2 separate regions of the Hordeum vulgare genome follow, and region 1 is linked to region 2. Evidence: chromatin contacts called from public Hi-C data. All regions are on one chromosome and are shown on one strand. The core of a region is the stretch at or near the end of the contact, and the rest is flanking DNA. Distances in the headings are between cores, read along the strand shown. Region 1 holds the start of LOC123430073 (E3 ubiquitin-protein ligase RZFP34-like). Region 2 holds the start of LOC123430044 (ras-related protein RABC2a-like).

Region 1 (4,337 bases), core at 1,179-3,678, 220 kb after region 2:
CATGTCGCAGGCCGACCGCGAGCAGACCGGGCACGAGAAGCTGGCGAAAACAAACCAACCAAGCAGCTTGATCAGATCAGACCCTCTCGTCCATTACATGTGAACAAACGGTTGCCTGAAGAAATGCTTACTGGTGATGAACCCTCATCTCGTTCAGGCACTCCAAATGGATCGTGTGCCCGCAGTGCAGTACGCTGATGTCCATGGTCGAGTCAAATAGATACTGCGATTCAAAAACATGGCTGTCTTTTAAAGATCAAGAATTGCAAATTCAGGAGCGTTTAGGGCCTTGATTAGAGCAAAGCCTCACCTCGTAGCAGACAGGGCAGTTTTGATGCATTGCTCTCTCTACACAATGATGAGAGTCCTTCAAAACATTGCTGTAGCAACACCCTGTCAGTGAACAAGGACATAATTGTTGTTAGAGCAATCTTTAATGGACAGACATGCCATGAAAAGCTTCCAACACAGTAACTTTCACACCCAACGCACCGCATTTTTCGCAGTGGAAGAAATTGTCCATGCCACCAGTTCTGAAAAAGGAGAAGAATGTATCCAATATTTGACCATTCTGGAAGAGAAAAACAGTAAACGTGCCGAGGAAAAGAAGGATGGCTGTAAATTAAATTTGGCACTTGCCTGCAGATGCCGCATCCATCGCAGTGATACTGGTTCTTTGAGATCTGCAACAAAGCAACATGGCTGTCAGACATCGAATACGAGAATGCTTAACAGAGTAACTAATCCTTGGCTCAGGAATGTGAACACGCGTACATCATCGTCAAAGAAGTTGCATTTTTCACAGAAGTATTTCCCCATGCATGCCCCACAACCGGAGCAGTTCTTCTGCACCTGTTGATCCAAACGAGCAGTTTTCATGTCATGCCACTAGCACAGCCAAAAGGTGAAAATTACTGTAGAACGCTTGTCAGTAGGCACGTACATCCTGTTCTTTGTTGCAGAGAGAGCAGATGACCTGTGACACATCACAAAGTAGAGTAGCTTCAGTAAGTAGGCAATCCTACATTAGGTAGGTGAGTTCTTATGATTCCTACTGAGTACTGACTAGTGTTTTCCTTGGAGAGAAAAATAGAAGAGAGAATAAGAAGTCCACTAGTATTATTGGTCAATACAATTATATGACCAGAGAGCTAGTGGACATGGACACATGGCGGATGCAATCAGGTATGCGCCATCCATGGACCAGGTAGCTAGGAGTACATGGCTACCGGATGCAATCATGCGCTTCAATTATGCGCCAGCTCAATCATTGAAGTGCCGTTAAATCAGAAAAAATAATCTTGGTTGACAGCGAAGCATCCTTTGCCCTTTCCATTTCTTCGACTGCCTTTCCCCTTTCCCCTTTTTCTCCAAGCCGCCTTCCGTGTGGCGACGCCGACACATCGTCGCATCCGCCGCATGGACGGACGGGCCTACCTAACAATCATGTGGCGTGGATGACCACAGATGCCGGCCACTTGCGCCCATCTTGATGGCGAGAATCGGAATATAAAACAGAAATATCAAGACCCGGCGGGCCGTCATTCAAGATAAACCTTATCTGACGAAACCGGGCGAAAGAAAAAAGATGTTGGGATGGGCGACCGGGCTCCCTTGGCCACTGCATGGCAGTTGGTGGCTTGGAACTGTCCATGCGTGCATAGCCATGACCACAGGGTTGAAAGGGAGTGAGCAACTGGGATTGCAATTCTACCGCCGGTACCCAGTGGCCAGTGGAGGAGGAAGAAGAAGGTCCAAGGCGTACATCAAAGTAAGGAATGACTTGGGGTTGAATTAAGTAACAGAGGGTGCTACGGAGCACACACACGCACCTTGCTGATTTCGTGGCGGGGGATGTCGTGCCGGTCGAGGACGTCCACCTCGAGCGAATTCTGCAGCAACCAACACAGACAAGCCCAAATGTCTCAGAACTGCTCCGAATTCAGAGCACAGTCGGACCGACCCAAAAACCGCACGGCATATGGCGCTGGCGTTGGCGTTGGGGAGAAAGGAAAAGGAAAAGGAAAAGGAAAAGGGCGGTGTATGCAGACCTTAGCTTGGTTGTGGCAATGCCGGCAGCCGAAGACCTCGCCGCAGCAGGGCGCCCGTATCCTGCACCTCCTCGTGTAATGCTCGCAGCTTCACCCCGGAACTCATCGAATCAGCGGTAAACCCGAGAAAGACCGTCTCCCTCCAACTGAAAAGCTGCTTGGTTTGATTTGCTTACCCGTGCTGCTCTGCCCCCAAATCCATCTGTCCGGCCGTCTCCCGCTTTCGTGCCTCCGAGAGGCGACGCCGCTCCGCCGGAAGAGAGGAAGGAGGCGGGGGTCCGGGAGAGCCTCGCTGCCCTACGTCCGCGCCCGCGCCCGCGCCCGCGCCCGGCGGGAATTAGTAAGAAAGAATGGGGAGGCTGTGCTGTGCGTGTTGGAGGAGAAGCGCGGGACGCGGGCCGGGTATATAGGCGGACTGCCGGGTGGGGGGCTGGACCTGGACCTGGACCAGCTTCTCTGTTTTTTCTTTTCATTTCATTTCATTTCAGGAGTTCAAGTTTTATACTCCTTTCGTTTTAAAATATGCATCTTAATTTTATATTAACTTTAATACAAAAATATATTAAAATTAAGAAATTTAGTTTGAGACAGGAGTTTGTGCGCCATCTTCTTCTTTCCATGACAAGAATTCCAAGTTTAATACTCCGTACAATAATGTAAAATTTAATACTCCCTATAATAATGTAAAAAAGAAGACTCTCACCCAGAATTTTTTTTGTAAGGAATTTCCTTTTGAGATGCAGTGGACATAACCATGTCAACTCTTTTATCCTCTTTTATTTATTTGACGATATGTTCGAAGCAAACTTGTTGGGATGATGCACTAGACGTGAGCTGGAAAGGCTAATTGTACCGATGAACCCGTCAATCACCATCCGCGCCAACAAAAAATAAGGCAAGTTGCCGGCAGCAGCAATAAGATACGCGCCCACGGAGTCGGCGGACCAGATAGAGAGTAGAACGGCGCCGTGGCTGGAAGCGGATTAGGATGACGGCGGTTACACGTAGACGTAGGAGCGGATAGCGTGCGGGGTCGCCGGACCAGCTTGTGCACGTACCATTCAAGGTTACCCACAGCATGCACTGATCCTACTTGCCCACTTTCTAATTGTCTACACACAATGTTTTGTTTGCCTTCGGTGAAGGGTGGATGATGACGACGATGCGCTTTCGGCTCGCTTTGATGATAAGAATCGTTGCTATGTAGTTTACAAATCTAGATATGATTTTTATTATTCTTTTTATATTCATTGTACTATTATGATTGAAAATAAATAGATCAGAATTTTTCTCTTAAAAAAATTGATACTCACAACCTTTTATTTAAATAACCTACATTCTATATTCGTAAAAGAAGACCTACACTGTGTAAAATGCATCTGCATTTTTTGGGGTGTTTTGAGGTTGGTCATAATGAAAGTATCTTTAAAGAAGAATCTGCTGTCGTGATGGTTCAACCTCGTTTCCCTCGCCTCGTTCGATCCGTCCTCCGCGCGTGTGCCAAAGAAAGGCCTCCTCGCTCGAAAGAAAAAAAAATCACTTACCCACGTCGTCCGACCTTCTAGGCTCCCACCTTCCCCCAATTCCATCGCTCTAGATCTCATGGGGCTTTATCACCGTCGCTGACCTCCTGCTGCGGGGAGGGCGATGAGCAGGAGCGGTGCGTCTATGGCATCGATGAGTGACAACCTAGGTAACTCGATCTCCCTGTCCTTGCTCCACCTCATTTTCTCCCCTTAAGCTTTACTGCCACACACCCATGTTCTCCTCTGCCATGTCAGGGACGAACGAGTGGCAACGGACGGCAGGAGACCGACTCATGGCGCAACGGGCGGCGGGACACGGGGTGGTGGCGCAATCCCATCTTTTCCTTGTAGACTCTACTGCATCAACCCCATGTCTCCACTCCAATGGCAGGGGCAGAGAGTGGCGATGCATAGCGGGACACCGGCTGGTGGCGCAATGGCTGGTGGGAGATCTTCTGGTGGCTACCGATGGTGGGAGACAGTAAGACCGTGGGAGGAGCAGAGGAGGTCACGGATGGAAAATCTAGCAACTTGCAGTGGCATACGGGGCGCCACCATCTCTCACGCATCTGAAAGAACTATTTTGATCCCATCATATTTGACCCATATATTTGAACCAAAACAGTTCTCTCATACAGCAGCGGAGGTGTGTGAGGAGTGTCCGGCCGCTACAGGCTACATTATCAGGTTTGGTCGTCTATTTTACCTTGATCCCATTAGTTTCCGTTTGGAACATTCAGTTCTTGTTAGTGATCATGTG
Region 2 (4,371 bases), core at 1,804-4,303:
TGACTACTTACTTGGAGATATGACTTATTTGTGCTAGTTCCTACTGCGAAAGAGCCCACACTTGAACAGCCGGACAATGAGAGGCAATTGTGAACTCACCAGTATCCCATATAGTCAGCTTCAGTTTCTTTCCACCAACAGTAAGAAACTTGATTTTGAAATCAACTCCTGGCAATCAATGTGGAACAAAATTATAAGACGTGTTAAGTATACACATAATACAAATGAGCATGCAATTTATAGAGTTGCATGCACAAGCACAACACCACTATGCAGTCTCGGGTCTAAAGGTAGACTAGAGTTGGCTATAATTATTTTTCTTCGAATTGTACGAGCAAGATATTGAACTAGTGAGGACATATTGTCTCTCACACAATCTTGAGTTGCATAACACAAAAGGTTCATACATAGGCCAAGGGCAACTCCAACAGCGTCCCTTTGGGTCGGCCAGGCGGACACGAACGTCCGCTTCTGCAAATGGGTCGGCGCATGCGGCCAACGCTGGCCGGACCTATTTTTGCCGGCGTGTGAAAAAAATATATAGGTGCATAATTAAACATTAAAAGCCGGCCACGAAGGCCGGCGAGAGTCCACGCGCCCACGTTACACTAATTAAACATAAAAAAAAACTAAAACTACGCGGGCAACCCTAGCCGGCGGCGGCGGAGCCGGTGAGGTCGAGCAGCGTAGGCGCAGGGCCCGACTAGGGGAACGCCGTATTCCACAGCTCAGCTGCCTGCGCCTCCGTCGTCTGTCCCGCCGGCGCAGGCTGTGCGGTGGCAGCGCAGCAGCAGACTCCTCCTCCAACTTCCGTCGTTCCTCCTCCGCCTCCTTCTCCAGCTCCATTAACCGAAGGCCTTCGGCGCGCTCCGCCCACAGGTGCTGCGCCCTCTGGTGCTCGAGGTAGGCTTGCTCCTGCTGCGGTGTCGCGCCCAGCCAGATGGGCGGCGCACTAACAAACTCATTGACGATGCCGGTCCACTGGTAGACCTCCCGCGGCTCCATGGGCTCGGGCTTCGACGGAGGTGGCACGACGCAGTCGCCGGCGGCCGACAGCGCGATGGCCTCCGCGAGCTGCTGTTGGTACACCGCCTCCTCGTCGGCCTTACGCCGCGCTTCCTCCTCGCTGTCGCGGAGAACACCTGCCAGCGCCGCCTCGTAGGCGGCCTCAGCCTCCTGGTCCTCGTCGCTGCCGACAGGCGGGGGCGACAGAGGGCCTCCTGGCTGCACTTCGCGCACGCCACGACGGCGCTGCTCCTCGTTCTCCACCGTGGACCACAACTCCCAGTTGGGGGAGTCAGCCGCGTACATTGGGTCTCGCCGCTGCTCCGTCGTCAGCAGACGCCGACGGCGGCTCACCTCCTCCGCATGCACCCACGCCGACCGCGGCACGGCCGGCACTGGGATCCTCTCCGGATCCAGATGCCAGCCGTGCGGCAACGTGACATCGGGGTAAGGGAGCGGCACACGGTGCTCCCAGTGCCACCGCGCTTGGTGCGCCGGGACGCTCACACGCTGGCGAGGCCGGTGGGAAGACGGCGACGGGGAGATGGCGCGGGGGTAGAGCGGGGCCTTGCCCTTGTTTGGGAAGCCACCGGCCATGGTGCTAGGGTTTTGGTCGCCGAGGAGGTGGCGGGATGTGGACGGGCAGGGTTCTGGAAGCAGATGGCGGAACCCACCGCACGGTCGGATTAAAAAAGGCCGGTCGCAGTCGCTGACGCGTGGGTCCGAGGATGGCGGCCGTCATAAATAATGTTGACCACGGTGGTTGGGGGCGAACACCGAGAAGGCGCGCGCGTCCGCTTCGCGTCCGCGCCGACGCATTTCAGTCCCAAATTTGGGCCGGAAATGGGTCGACGCGGACGCGGAGCGGACGTGTTTTCAAAATGGATCGGCGCGTTGGGCCATCACTTTTGTCCGTGTCGACCCAAACGGACGGCGGCGGACGAAATGGGTCGCCCCATTGGAGTTGCTCTAAGTAGTGGCGGGAAGGACATAAGGGCAGTCAGGGAGTTGGGACCATTCCCATAGACTACGTGCAATGTAAAATTGTCCAAATGACTTCTCTGAAACGGTTGCTTGAGATAGAAAATAAGGTACCGCGTAGTAAAATTCTTTAGTGCGCAATCAGGTTTTGTTGCACAAAGCATGGATCGCTTTTTTCCCCTGGCATTTAAGCATTTCTTGTAAATGGGTTGATGGGGGGGACCAACCTATTAGTGGCACATAAGACCAACTACATATGGTACATAGCGATGGAGAATAAAACTCCCAGCCCTGGCCGGCCAACGCCAACAAACAACAAGAAAGTCGAGACAATTCAGCAGAATCAAAAGCAGAGAACAGCACGGACATTATTAATTGAAACTTAAAAGGAAAAGGTTTCGTTCACCGAAATGGGCGGAAGCGGTCGGTGATGCCCTTAATCCGCTACCTACTAGGCTACTACCGCTACACTATATACTCCGAAGCAATACGCCGAGCGTACACTGAACCTCGTGCTAGTCTGGTACTGGCAAGCAGAGCGAGAGAGCGATCGGAGTGGACGTGGCGTGCTGCGGCGGTGGGGTAAGTGTAGGCTAAGAAGAGGAGGTACCGATGGTGGGCGCGATGTCGTCGTCGAGGTTGGCGGCGGCGACGAAGCTGAGGAGGAGGCTGCTCTTGCCGACGCCCGAGTCCCCGATGAGGAGGATCTTGAAGGAGCACTCGTAGCCGGCGCTGGCCCCCGGCGACACCGGCGACACCCCCATCCCCCCGCGCCGTCCCAGATTCGGCGCCGGTCGAGCCGATGGTCACAGGCGGGGAGGGGCGGAGGATTAGAAGCGGAGGGGAAGGCGGCAGCCGCCAGCCAGGTTGAGGCTGGTGCTCTCTGGCTTTGACCGGGCGAGAGGAGAGGTGGGGCGCCGCGCGACGGCTGGCCTGGTTTATGGCAGGAGCCGCGGGGCCGAGAGCTTCCGTCCGGTCCAAGTGGCGCGGGAGAAGGCGGAGGCCGGCCGCGCGAGCGCGTCTGATCGATCGATCGATCCGGCTGGAAAACGAAACGATGATGCGTGCCAGTCTGCCGGGGTATGAGTCGGGTGGTGTTTGGCTTTGTCCCTGTCTGCGCGCTGCGATCGACCCGCGAGGCGCGCTTGGGTCGGTCAGGTTGGGTCGGGTCGGGGCGGGGCGGGGCGTTTTCTGGCTCGTTGCGCTGAGCGCGACGGGGTCCCGGCCCGATCGGTGCGGAGAGGTGGGGTTCGTTTCTTGACTTGGAGTGATGAATGATGACTTTTAAACAAACCGCCACGTATGAATTTTTTTAACACACAAACGTTTATATAACATGCATACACTCATATTTATAAACATACACACGCATATCTTATTCCTATGAATGCCTTCGAGAAATTAAAGCGACATATTATCTTAAAATTTAAAATTTACAAAGTCTTGACATATCATCTTAAAATTTACAAAGTTGCGACACATCGTCTTTGATGAAAACATCTCATCCGTAGCATCGGAAAATTTAAAATAAATACAAGAAGAAATATGAGCATTATGATTTAAACGCTTGGATATCACATTCTATTTAACCAGCCTCTTCAACCATCCAACTACGTGTTGAGTGTATGATTGATGGGGCGAATAATGTTGTTGCTGCTGCAGAGATGGTACGTAGTAGCATGTGTTTGTTTTTGTGTGTGTGACCGTTGATGTTGATGGAAAGACCAGACCAGGTATACGTACGCACAGACTTGTATCTTAGGCGTAGTCATGCCACACCTGGCGACGCGTGTGTCGCTTTGGCCGGCACGTAGATTTTGTCTGCGTAACTACGACATTGACGTGTCCGGCCGGCCTCTCCAGGCTCCGACCGAGATGACGTGATCGATAATGTCATGTGACTCAGCATGCGCATGTTTTTCAAACAGAATCTTTGTAGACATATGATACAGTATGATATATTCTCTTTGTTTAAAAATATTCATCGTAGGAATAAATGTATCTAAATGTATTTCAATTTAAATATATTTATACAACAAATAAGTTTAAACGAAGGGAGTACTTACCGCTCCTTCCCTTTTTAAATATAAAATTTTAAAGGTTTTTAAAATATAGATTTATTGATTTTTTTATATGTAGTCATTTAGTAAAATTCTTAAAAAGATTTATATTTGCAAACGGAATATATTTCAGTTGTTGTCTTTAGTCTTATTAAGGTGTGGTAGTTTGGAAGGTGTAGCTTTCATATAACTGTGTGCACGCAACGGCACTCACCGGGAGACTTCTTTTGCCTTGTGGCGTGTTTTTTTTACGCTGAGAATTATGTTAACTTAGAGTATCTACGACTGGATATTGCAAATATGATCTTTAAACGTTTATGGACGC

What was found. Hi-C and Micro-C count contacts between places; a contact is called where the count stands out from the background.
Region 1: a Hi-C map of seedling shows a contact between it and region 2, with 5 times the contacts expected there. The contact joins the promoter of LOC123430073 here to the promoter of LOC123430044 in region 2. A contact is called at or near these places in 3 of 6 Hi-C or Micro-C datasets (leaf and seedling) and 1 of 1 datasets of contacts at active chromatin or transcription factors (embryo).

Annotation. Positions count from the first base shown.
Region 1 is chr1H:250,431,266-250,435,602 of MorexV3_pseudomolecules_assembly, forward strand. LOC123430073 (E3 ubiquitin-protein ligase RZFP34-like) reads right to left here and starts at 2,429. Exons shown (of 11, transcript XM_045113991.1): 1 at 2,228-2,429; 2 at 2,052-2,139; 3 at 1,833-1,892; 4 at 944-976; 5 at 775-852; 6 at 640-683; 7 at 493-533; 8 at 311-393; 9 at 132-223; 10 at 1-40. The coding sequence starts at 2,253.
Region 2 is chr1H:250,206,176-250,210,546 of MorexV3_pseudomolecules_assembly, forward strand. It overlaps LOC123430044 (ras-related protein RABC2a-like), which reads right to left and starts at 3,054. Exons shown (of 6, transcript XM_045113972.1): 1 at 2,597-3,054; 2 at 100-168. The coding sequence starts at 2,750.